Regions from separate parts of the Pan troglodytes genome. Here region 2 is linked to region 1. The links are chromatin contacts, called in public HiChIP or PLAC-seq maps. All regions are on one chromosome and are shown on one strand. The core of a region is the stretch at or near the end of the contact, and the rest is flanking DNA. Distances in the headings are between cores, read along the strand shown.

Evidence for each region. HiChIP or PLAC-seq counts read pairs in DNA pulled down with a chosen protein or histone mark.
Region 2: an H3K4me3 HiChIP or PLAC-seq map of stem cell-derived excitatory neurons shows a contact between it and region 1, with 4 times the contacts expected there. The contact joins the promoter of PSMB2 here to the promoter of C1H1orf216 in region 1.

What each region holds. Positions count from the first base shown.
Region 1 is chr1:195,267,592-195,273,620 of NHGRI_mPanTro3-v2.0_pri, forward strand. It overlaps C1H1orf216 (chromosome 1 C1orf216 homolog), which reads left to right and starts at 2,470. Exons shown (of 2, transcript XM_513309.7): 1 at 2,470-3,230; 2 at 5,596-6,029. The coding sequence starts at 5,601. It overlaps CLSPN (claspin), which reads left to right. Exons shown (of 26, transcript XM_016959054.4): 26 at 1,891-2,530. The coding sequence ends at 1,950.
Region 2 is chr1:195,344,831-195,350,083 of NHGRI_mPanTro3-v2.0_pri, forward strand. PSMB2 (proteasome 20S subunit beta 2) reads left to right here and starts at 3,002. Exons shown (of 6, transcript NM_001246389.1): 1 at 3,002-3,172. The coding sequence starts at 3,082.

The DNA of each region.
Region 1 (6,029 bases), core at 1,220-3,719:
CATCATGTTGGCCAAGCTTGTCTCGAATTCCCAGCCTCAAGTGATCCGCCTGCCTCGGCCTCCCAAAGTGCTGGGATTACAGGTGTGAGCCACCACACCAGGCCCAATATAGGCTTTAAATCAATGTATATAATGCTTTGTCCTTTGTGGCCAGAATGCATAAGAAGAAGAGGTAGCGGTGGTTGTGGCACCTTATATGATTTACCTAAGGACTAAGAGTTTTCTTCCTGTCTCTGAGATTCTGGGTATTGCACGTCAGAAGGTGATAGCATCAGCCAGGCACAGTGGCTCACACCTGTAATCCCAGCACTTTGGGAGGTCAAGGCGGGCGGATCATTTGAGGTCAGGAATTTGAAATCAGCCTGACCAACATGGTGAAACCCTGTCTTTACTAAAAATACAAAAATTAGCCGGGTGTGGTGGCACGCGCCTGTAACCCCAGCTACTCGGGAGGCTGAGGCAGGAGAATGACTTGAACCTGGGAGGCGGAGGTTGCAGTGAGCTGAGATCGCGCCACTGCACTCCAGCCTGGGTGACAGAGTGAAACTCTGTCTTGGGAAAAAAAAAAAAAAAAACATGGTGATAGCATCATGGGAGGAATGTTTCTAACCAAGAAACACAAAGATGATTCCCTGGGATTTCGGCTCCTGGTAGCACTAGAGGAATAGGAGAAGGGGGTGGTCTCAGTGTAGACTGGACTGATCATGGCTATCAAGGAGAAAGGGAGTTACTGTTACTTAATAAGTGTTGAGAGATGCGTGAGTGGAACCCAGAGACCCTGGGGTCACCACCTTGTGCTATTGTATTAATCAGCATTCTTTCGATTGTCGGTGAAAGAAATTCCACTCAAGTTAGGCTTGGCAAAATAAGGCATACAAAACTATAAGTTTAGATGCAGGAAACAGGGTCTGCAACATTATCAGAACTTCTGTCTCTCATCTCTGTTTCTTCCCTGCCTCGTCTTCCTTTAATTTCGTTTCAGAAGATCCCAGAGAAGGACTCTGACTGGCTCACCTGGAGTGGAACTCCTATCCTTGGATTCTTCAGGCTTTCATTTGACCCACATGGTCAAGCTGGGAGAGACAGAGTCCAAAGAGAGGCGGAGAAGGGCTATTCTGGGCAGAACAAACAATTGATGACTTTATGGCTCTGTGGTCTGGGCAGAACTGCATAACCCTAGATCACCAAAGCTGAGAGCCTTTAGGAGTGAGGATTTGGGCCAGGCATGGTGGCTCACGCCTGTAATCCCAGCACTTTGGGAGGCCGAGGTGGGTGGATCACAAGGTCAGGAGATCAAGACCAACCTGACCAACATGGTGAAACCCCATCTTTACTAAAAATACAAAAATTAGCTGACGTGATGCATGCACCTGTAATCCCAGCTACTCAGGAGGCTGAGGCAGGAGAATCTCTTGAACCCGAGAGGTGGAGGTTGCGGTGAGCCGAGATTGCGCCACTGCACTCCAGCCTAGGCGACAGAGCGAGACTCCATCTCAAAAAAAAAAAAAGTGAGGATTTGGGTCACCCCAGGCTGAAGGCCAGGGGAACCTGAAGTGGATAAGGGAAGGGAGAAGACTTAGGCCACAGGATCTGATGTAGAAATGGGGCTGACGTCTCCACCTGTATTTTCTTAGCTGGAGGAGTGTGCAAAGTTTGAATTACTTCTGCCTTCTCCTTATTTCCTTTTCCCTCTTAAAATAGTCATCATAATCATAAAAATTTCTTTTCCGTTTTCTCTTTTTGCATATAGGATTTCTTGGTGTGATTTAATTTGCCAATTAGTCTCTAGGTTGCAGAATGGTGACTTGGAATCAAATTGAAACTGGAAGAGGGCACCTCATATATTAGGGTCAGCAATTACTGAACTCTGTTCTCTTTTATTCCAAACAGGGCCCCCAACTTCACATTTCCCCAGGATGCAAAAGAGTGAGGGGGATCAAGCTTCAGTAGAGTGGAGCTCTGAGAAGAATCCACTGGAGTTTGGAACCCAAGACCCTTTTTTATCACGCTGTTCCTCCTCACCTGGGCAAAAGCACTGGTACCCACTTCACGGCATCATGGGTGGGCTCTGTGTCCTGCAGAGAGCCCCCGTCCTGGGTACAGGACATCAGCCCTGAGCCCTGTCCCAGGCTTGGATCTTCTTTCTCTCTCTCTCTCTCTCTTTTTTTTTTTTTTTGAGATGGAGTCCCACTCTGTTGCCCAGACTGGAGTGCAGTGGTGCAGTCTTGGCTCACTGCAACCTCCACCTCCCAGGTTCAAGCGATTCTCCTGCCTCAGCCTCCCAAGTAGCTGGGATTACAGGCGCCTGACACCAAGCCCGGCTAATTTTTGTATTTTTAGTAAAGGTGGGGTTTCACCATGTTGGCCAGGCTGGTCTCGAACTCCTGACCTCAGGTTATCCGCCCGCCTCGGCCTCCCAAAGTGCTGGGGTTACAGGCGTGAGCCACCGCACCCGGCCTCAGTGACTTTAGTCAAGTAAGCACAAAAAGGAATATATAATTCCAAATTGTGATAAATGCTATGAAGAAAAGGAATGTGCTCTGACATAAAGGGGGGAACGAATGTGATCTAGGGAGTCAGAGATCTCTCCGAGAAGAGATCTGAAATAGGAGTAAGTCGAGAGGGGGAAGAGAATGCTAGACCGAGGGAACAGTGCGTGCCAAAGCCGCGTGGCGGAAAGGGGCGTGCGGGAGGGTAACTGCGGAGAGGGAGGGTAGAGGACGAAGCCGGAGAGGCAGACGAAGGGCAGGACGCACAGAGCCCCGCGGCTGCCGCCTTAGGGTTTGTCCCGGCGGTGGGGAAGCCATTGAGGAGTTTAACGCCGGAAGGTGGTGACTAATCAGATTTCACTTGAAAATGGCACGGTGTCTGCAGCGAGGCTAACTGATGGGAAGGGCCCAGCGAATGCCAATAGGAGAGAGCACCGGACCTGGAAGGCCTGGGTCAATGCGGCCCCGCGCGGGGGCGAAGCGGTTCCGGCGCAGGGGCCTGGCGCGCGGCTCCGCGGAAAACCGAACCGGCCCACGTGGGACCGGCAGCTCCGCCCAGCTGCGCAGACGCCGCCTGACTCCGCAGTCCGGGCCTGGGGCTGGGCGCGCTGCCCGGGATCCCCGCACCCACGCCTGGACCGCGGAGACGCCCAGGCCGAGGAACCCCCAGCCCAGGGACTAGACACCACCAGGGCCGGGCGGAGCCAGAGCCAGACGCGCCGGAGCGGGCGCCTCTACGCCGTGAGTCCGAGGCGGGGGCGGGGGGGCTTGGGGCCCAGCCGCGGGAAGCGGGGAGTCACAGCGGCCTCCTTCGAGGAGACTAGGGAAGGATGGTCTCTGTCTCCTGGGGTGGTCTCTCACTCCCGCAAGGCCAGAAAAGGAGGCTGCCTCCTGTTTGGGCGGAGACCTAGTCTTGGCGTGTCGGGGTTCCCATTTTACTATCTCTGAGAACCCTGTGATCCCTAGCGCCACCCCCACCCCATCCCAGCTTCTTCACGGCCCCATCCAAGTATAGGAAAAATAAAAAATTGGGGCGAGGGGAGATCTCTAGGCACCTTCCCACAAGCCTTGCTTAGAGGGCGATTAGAAAGGAACTGTTCTTACACCCTTCTCCCCAGGACTTCTGCCCATTGCTGGGGGTGGGGAGGGTCCATGCCACGTATGGAGCGCCTTCCAGTGCCGGCTCCACTTACAATATCCTTCCTCTTCATGCTCTTCAATTGTTCTAATCCCAGTGCTGTTTGGTCAGTAGAATCCCTTTGTCAGTTCAAACCCTAATTTTGGTTAGAAGCAGGTTATGGAGGAGAGAAGAGTGGTGTGGTATGCCCTCCCTCCAGGGCCTCAGGATGGAGCAAGCTAGGGACGGGGACGCAAGATAGTGGCCGTGTTCCAGAGGCATTGGGAGGGAACGGGGCAGGCTCAGAAGAAAAGCTTGTCACTGGGGAAGGCGGGGCTCCCTGGCTGGGGTAGGAAAGGGAACCAAACCCAGCTCTTCCAGAACCCAGCTCTTCCAGCCCTGGGGAGTCGAGAGTGGATTCCTGAGCATGGAAATTCACTGCAGTCTCTTCTCCCATTCACTCACTTAGCAAGTACCTGTATGCACAGACAGCCTGGTTCAGGGCTCTATGCTGGCTGACTCTGGGGAATATGATGGAGGATATATACAGGAGGTCCAAGCCAGATTACAAACTGCTATTACAAGATCATTACCACAAACCAAAAATGCCAGTTGAATAGACATTCACTGATCGTCGACCATGTATGCCAGGGACGGATGCAAAGTTGGATAAGACAGTGTATACCCAGCGCAGTGGGGACCCAGAGGAAGGCATAACTAACCATGCTTGTTTATGTAATATTGATTGGGGCAGTATTAAGACGGCTTCAGAGACATGGGGACATGGAAACATGGGGATATTACAGCTAATTTTGAAGTACAAAAAGGAATTTGCTGGGTGGAGAAGGGAGGAGCTTTGAGGGGAGGGGAGAGGAAGGATATTGTAGGCCAAAGGAATACTGTAAGAAGAACAATGGTATGTTTTGAGATCTCTGGGCAGTTTGCTATGATGGGAGGGGGAGAGTGGCAAGAGGCAGGTATGGAGGGGTGAGCAGGAGCCAGATCAAACAGGGTGTTGTAGGCCAGGTAGAGGTTTAGCAGGAATTCAGGGAGGGCATTAGGAGTGGTGACAAGTGAAATTTACATTTTTAACTGGAGGCAGAGAGATCAGTGAAAAGGCCGAGGCAATAATCCAGGGCAGAAATGGCCTGGAAGAGGAAGAATGGTCAGAATGTGGTTATTAATGAGATGGGAGAAGGAAGGATAGTGAGGAGCCCAGGATTCTCTCAGCTTTCCGGATGGAGTACAGAGCCATCTTGCTGAGGATACTGAAGGAGAGCTTGTTTGGTTGTGTAGAATTTTGGCGGGGGGGCGGTGGTGGAGGGGGATGATGTCACTCTGTCACCCAGGCTGGAGTGCAGTGGCGCAATCTCGGCTCACTGCAACCTCTGCCTCCTGGGTTCAAGTGATTCCCCTGCCTCAGCCTCCCAAATAGCTGGGATTACAGGTGCCTGTCACCATGCCTGGCTAATTTTTGTATTTTTAGTAGAGATGGGGTTTCACCATGTTGGCCAGTCTAGTCTCGAACTCCTGACCTCAGGTGATCTGCCTGCCTCGGCCTCCCAAAGTGCTGGGATTACAGGTATGAGCCACCATGCCTGGACTGGTTATGTAGAATTTGAGGAGCCTATGGTTGGTTGCAGGGTTGGATAGCAGTTGGATCTGGGCTGAAGACAGATCTGAGAGTCACCAGCATATGATGGTCCTTGAAGCTACAGCAGAGAATGAGGTCCTCTGGAGAGAAATGCACAAAATCAGAAGACAGCCTGGCTCAGGACGGAGGAAAACCCTCTGCAGGAGACTGAGAATGAACAGGTAGACAGGGAGGACGAAAACCACGAAGGGAAGTGTTACCAGAGTCAAGAGAAAGGGCTTGACAGGGAGTGGCCAGGCTCTTGCTTGCAGCCTTGTCCCTGCAGCTAAGTTGCCCTGACTTCAGGCACCCCACCCTGTCCTACTGTGACTCGGTCTCCTGCTTTCCCTTTACAGACTAGATGTTCGCCATCCAGCCAGGGCTAGCTGAGGGGGGCCAATTCCTGGGGGACCCACCTCCTGGAGTATGTCAGCCCGAGCTCCAACCAGACAGCAACTCCAACTTCATGGCAAGTGCCAAGGATGCTAACGAGAATTGGCATGGGATGCCAGGCAGAGTGGAACCTATCCTGAGGAGGAGCTCCTCTGAGTCACCCTCTGACAACCAAGCCTTCCAGGCCCCTGGATCCCCTGAGGAAGGGGTGCGCAGCCCCCCAGAGGGGGCAGAGATTCCCAGGGCTGAGCCTGAGAAGATGGGTGGTGCTGGCACAGTCTGCTCCCCTCTGGAGGACAACGGCTATGCCAGCAGTTCCCTGAGCATTGACAGCCGTAGCAGCAGTCCTGAGCCTGCCTGTGGGACCCCGCGAGGCCCTGGCCCTCCCGATCCCCTT
Region 2 (5,253 bases), core at 1,752-4,251, 78 kb after region 1:
GAGAGAGAGAGAGACCTACCCCCTCCAAGTGGTATTTAAGAAAACAATCTTTCTAGAGTGATGGATGCAGCTGTGTTCATAGTGGATGGTTGACTTAATGACCTCACTTGCCCCTGGCATCCATCCCATGATTGATAGGCTGCCTCAAACTCCTCAGGCTCTGTGTTCCTTTATGAGCAGGGAGCTGGAAGAAACATTCAGAATAAAGTAAGTATTACAATTTCTGCAGAGACAAACGAATTGCATAGTTGTGTTTGGAGATACAACTGCAACTCGTTTCCCATTTCTCAATAAGCTAGTATGAAGACTCAGTTGTGGATGTCAGAAACCCAATCAAGAAATATTTCACCTTTTTTTCAGAATTGCTTCAAGATATAAAGGGATGGCTGTTTTTTTTTCTATTAGAAAAAATACAAATAGTACATGAGCACTGTAAAACATTCAAACAATACCCATGTGTATAAAATAAAAAGTGAAAGTTCTCCCTTCAAATTACACTCACCAGGGTAATAACTGCAAATAATTTGACACTAGAATACCTGTAAATAGGTATTTACAGGTATTTCCATTCATATTCAAATATTCATAGTTAAACAAAATGGCATCAGGCTACATATAAAAAAGGATTTTTACTTTCACTTAATGTATCTTGGGCCATGGAATATATAGGTATATTTATTTTCATCTCATTCTTTTTATGGGTGCACAATATTCCACTGTGACTGTACTACATTTTTTTTTTTTTTGAGACAGAGTTTTGCCCTTGTTGCCCAGACTGGAGTGCAGTGGCACGATCTCAGCTCACTGTAACCTCCGCCTCCCAGGTTCAAGCGATTCTCCTGCCTCAGCCTCTTGAGTGGCTGGGATTACAGATGCCTGCCCCCTTGCCCGGCTAATTTTTTGTATTTAGTAGAGACCGGGTTTCACCATGTTGGTCAGGCTGGTCTCGAACTCCTCACCTCACGTGATCCACCTACCTTGGCCTCCCAAAGTGATGGGATTACAGGCATGAGCCACCACACCCGGCCCAACAATGTCTCCACTTTTAGACACGTAAATTGGTCCTCTTTTGTGTTGTAGTGCTGCAACACTAAATATCTCTCTCTTTTTTTTTTTTTTTTTGAGACAGTCTTGCTCTGTTGCCCAGGCTGGAGTGTAATGGTGTGATCTTGGCTCACTGCAACCTCTGCCTCCTGGGTTCAAGCGATTCTCTTGCCTCAGCCTCCCCAGTAGCTGGGATTACAGGTGCCGCACCACCATGCCCAGCTAATTTTGGTATTTTTAGTAGAGACGGGGTTTCACCATGTTGGCCAGGCTGGTCTCGAACTCCTGAACTCGTGATCCGCTCGTCTTGGCCTCCCAAAGTGCTAGGATTACTGGCGTGAGCCACTGCGCCTGGCAACACTGAGTATCTCTGTACATAAATATTTGGACTGTGTGTACAAACATTTCTTTTGGACATATTCAAAAGGTTATTCATATTTAACAGATATTAAAATTTTTCTCTATAAAAAGGTTGTACAACTTAGAACCTTACCCCCAATTTATACTTTCTCATTGTTTCTTATTTCCCATTTTCCTAATTACCATCAAGGTTGAGGATCTTTTCATGTTTATTGGCCATTCGTGTTGCTTCTTTTGTGCATTGTTTTTCTTAGTCTTTGGTCTTTTTTTATTTTTATTTTTATTTTTGAGATGGAGTCTCTCTGTTGCACAGGCTGGAGTGCAGGGGCGCTATCTCGGCTCACTGCAATCTCCGCCTCCTAGGTTCAAGCAATTCTCCTGCTTCAGCCTCCAGAGTAGTATAGGCGCCTGCCACCACACCCAGCTAATTTTTTGTATTTTTAGTAGGGACAGGGTTTCACCATATTGGCCAGGCTGTTCTCGAACTCCCGACCTCTTGATCCGCCCCCGTGCCCTGCCGGGTCTTTTAAAAATGATATTGTCTCACCCGGCCCCCCTCCCATTGGTTTGTAGGAATATCTTTTAAGTTATAGATATTAACTTTTTCCTTTCTTCTGTCTATAAGGTCCAAAATAGTAACTATTTCTACAATTGAAACATTCCCAATTTACATTTACTGTTGAGCATGATAATGACTTTCACCACATAGAGACTTGTAATTTTATGTAGTCAAATCTGTCAAGTCTTTTCTCATATTGCTTCTGGGTTCCCTGTCAAGCTTCGAAACACATCTCTTCCAAAAATTACAGAAATATTTTTCTACTCTTTCTTCCATGTTTGTATCTCTCTCTCTCTCTTTTTTTTTTTTTTTTTTTTTTTTTGAGGCGGAGTTTCGCTTTTATTGCCCAGGCTGGAGTGCAATGGCGCGATCTCGGCTCACCGCAACCTCCGCCTCCAGGGATCAAGCGATTCTCTGTCTCAGCCTCCAGAGTAGCTGGGACTACAGGCATGCGCCACCACGCCCGCTAATTTTGTATTTTTAGTAGAGACGGGGTTTCTCCATGTTGGTCAGGCTGGTCTCGAACTCCCAAGCTCAGGTGATCCGCCCGCCTTGGCCTCCCAAAGTGCTGGGATTACAGGCGTGAGCCACTGCGCCCGGCCATGCTTATATCTTTAATCCAACCATATACTATTTTTGTGAAGGATGGAAGTAAGGCTCCCCTCAAGTTAATTTTTCTCCAATCTGGCTTGCAGGAAAGGGGTTTCTGGGGAGATTTTACCGAGCAACGTAGGGAAACGGCTGCCTGGCGACCTACCCCTTTTTGACACCCACACGTGCTCGGCACCTTACATACACTGCGTGATTTTATCCTAAAGCGACTTTTAAAATCTTAGTGTGTAGACAGAGAAACTGGGCGTCACATAAGGCAAGACCTGCACAGCCTGCTCCGGAGGAGACCGGTACGATCCCAGAGACAAGCACTGAACATAAAGCACCCGTTGCCGCGCCCGCTTTGCAACCTCTCGCGACAGTTGTACGTCATCCGAGAGCGCCGTGGAAGTTGTGCTGCAGGCGTCGAGCCAATCTTCGCTCTGAGGTGCTGTCTCACCGGTGAGACCTGGAAGCGGGCGAGTCTCGCGCTGTGTCGGACCTGCAGCCCCTGGCCTTCCGCCACCATGGAGTACCTCATTGGTATCCAAGGCCCCGACTATGTTCTTGTCGCCTCCGACCGGGTGGCCGCCAGCAATATTGTCCAGATGAAGGACGGTGAGAGGAAGCAGGGGAGGCCCGGCCAGGCCTGGGGTGTAGGAGCGGCCAGAAGGAGTTTGTCGGGGGTTGAATAAGTACCAGGGAGGATCTGAGAGATGGAAGCCGGCCTGCCCTGCCCGTACTTATTTTATTTACTTATTTTTTTTTTTCGAGATGGGGTTTCGCTCTTGTTGTCCAGGCCGGAGTGCAATGGCGCGATCTCGGCTTAGCACAGTCTCTGTCTCCCGGGTTCAAGCGATTCTCGTGCCTCAGCCTCCCGAGTAGCTGGGAACAGATATGCGCCACCACGCCTGGCTAATTTTTGTATTATTAGTAGAGATGTGGATTTCTCCATATTGGTCAGGCTGGTCTCGAACTCCCGACCTCAGGAGATCCGCCCGTCTCGGCCTTCCAAAGTGCTGGGATTACAGGCGAAACAGGCAGACAGGTCTGGGACCTTGGCATTTGCTCCTCCAGGGCTCCTGGGTCAGTGCTCTGCTCTGGCCTTCGCTAAATGCTTCTTGCTTGGTGAGAGTTGCCTAAAGGGAATCAGTTTATAAATGTTTAAGCGCCTGCCCAGAGCCTGGCTCTCTAGATCCCCGAATCTCTGATAAGTTTCCTGGTGTCGCTAGTAATGAGGTTAGTTTGTTGGCGGCATAAGGTGGGATCCTGGGGAGAGTGAGACTGTGGGACCAGAAGCTTGGCATTTTCCTTCTTCCCGTGGCTCCCGATTCTTCTTTTCCAGTTTTCCAGAGCAATGGCTGCCAGGTTTTCCTTATATTTAAGTAGTTAATGGAGTTAAGAGATTGGAGCCCTGTCATTTATTTGCTTTATGAGTTTGTATAAGTTATTTCGCAGTGCCCAGATTTCCTCATCTTTAAGATTAGCAATACCAAACTCACAAACTTGTCGGGAGGATTGAGTAAATGAGCTATGTGCAAATCCTTAGCACTAGGCAGGTACTTAATAATACTAAGTGTACGTAGGTGCCCAAACATATTTGTCAAATGAACATTAAGTCATCTGAACCAAAGCTTAATACTTTTTCAACAGTAGCACGTCTTTGATCAGTTAAGGAAAACAAACTTAGATTCTGCAGAAAAACAACCAAAATCTTCTTAAAATTATGTATTGAGTAATTTAGTATAGAGAGATAGTATGGTATGGTATGGTATAGTATAGTATAGTATAGTATAGTATAGTATAGTATAGTATAGTACTTAGGGGCAAAATGTCTGGACTCACTGCATAGGTTGAACCCAGGTTCTGCCACTTGTGACCTTAAGCAAATTTCTCTAACTCCGTGCCCTAGAGCTAACATCTATAAGGTGGTAATGTAATAGCACCTATCTCAAAAGGTTAATGAATTAATGTAAATCACTTAACATAGCACCTTATACTTTATGAAATTCTATGATTAGTTTGTAGAAGTTTTGTTTGTAAGCCAGTCCTTCCAAAGGAGTGAATTTGTTTTGAGAGTAAATTTGTTCATTATTTTGAATACTAAGGTCTTTGACAAGCAAGTGATTTTAGCATTAAGTCATGTCTAGGTAGAACAATAATCATTACCTTTACAGGTCTTTTGTTTCATCCCAAATGTATGTGAAATCACATTGAAAAGTAGAATGTGCTTTAAGCCTACTTATGTACACAGTACTTTTAGTCATTATAGGGGATGCAGTATATTACTTATAACCCATAGAAGAGTCCAAGACATTAAGAAGACAAGGAAATAAATGCTGCAAGATGATTTTATATAATAAAAGAAGTATTACTAGTTAGTAGTAGGTTGGTTTTTAAATTAATGAGTTCAAGAGCAAATCCTAAGAGTAATAAAAGAAAGATAACTATGGTATGGGAGAAAGATGAATTTGAGTTAGTTCTTGAAAAATAATTGGAAATAGTTGCACTCTGCACATTCCAATTTTCCCTATAGTCTTTTCTGGTATAAAAAAATTATAATAGAAATTAGTATTGTATGATGACTTTTTTATTTATTTTATTTATTTATTTTTGAGACAGAGTCTCGCTCTGTCACCCAGGCTGGAGTGCAATGGCGCGATCTCGGCTCACTGCAACCTCCACCTCCTGGGTTCAAG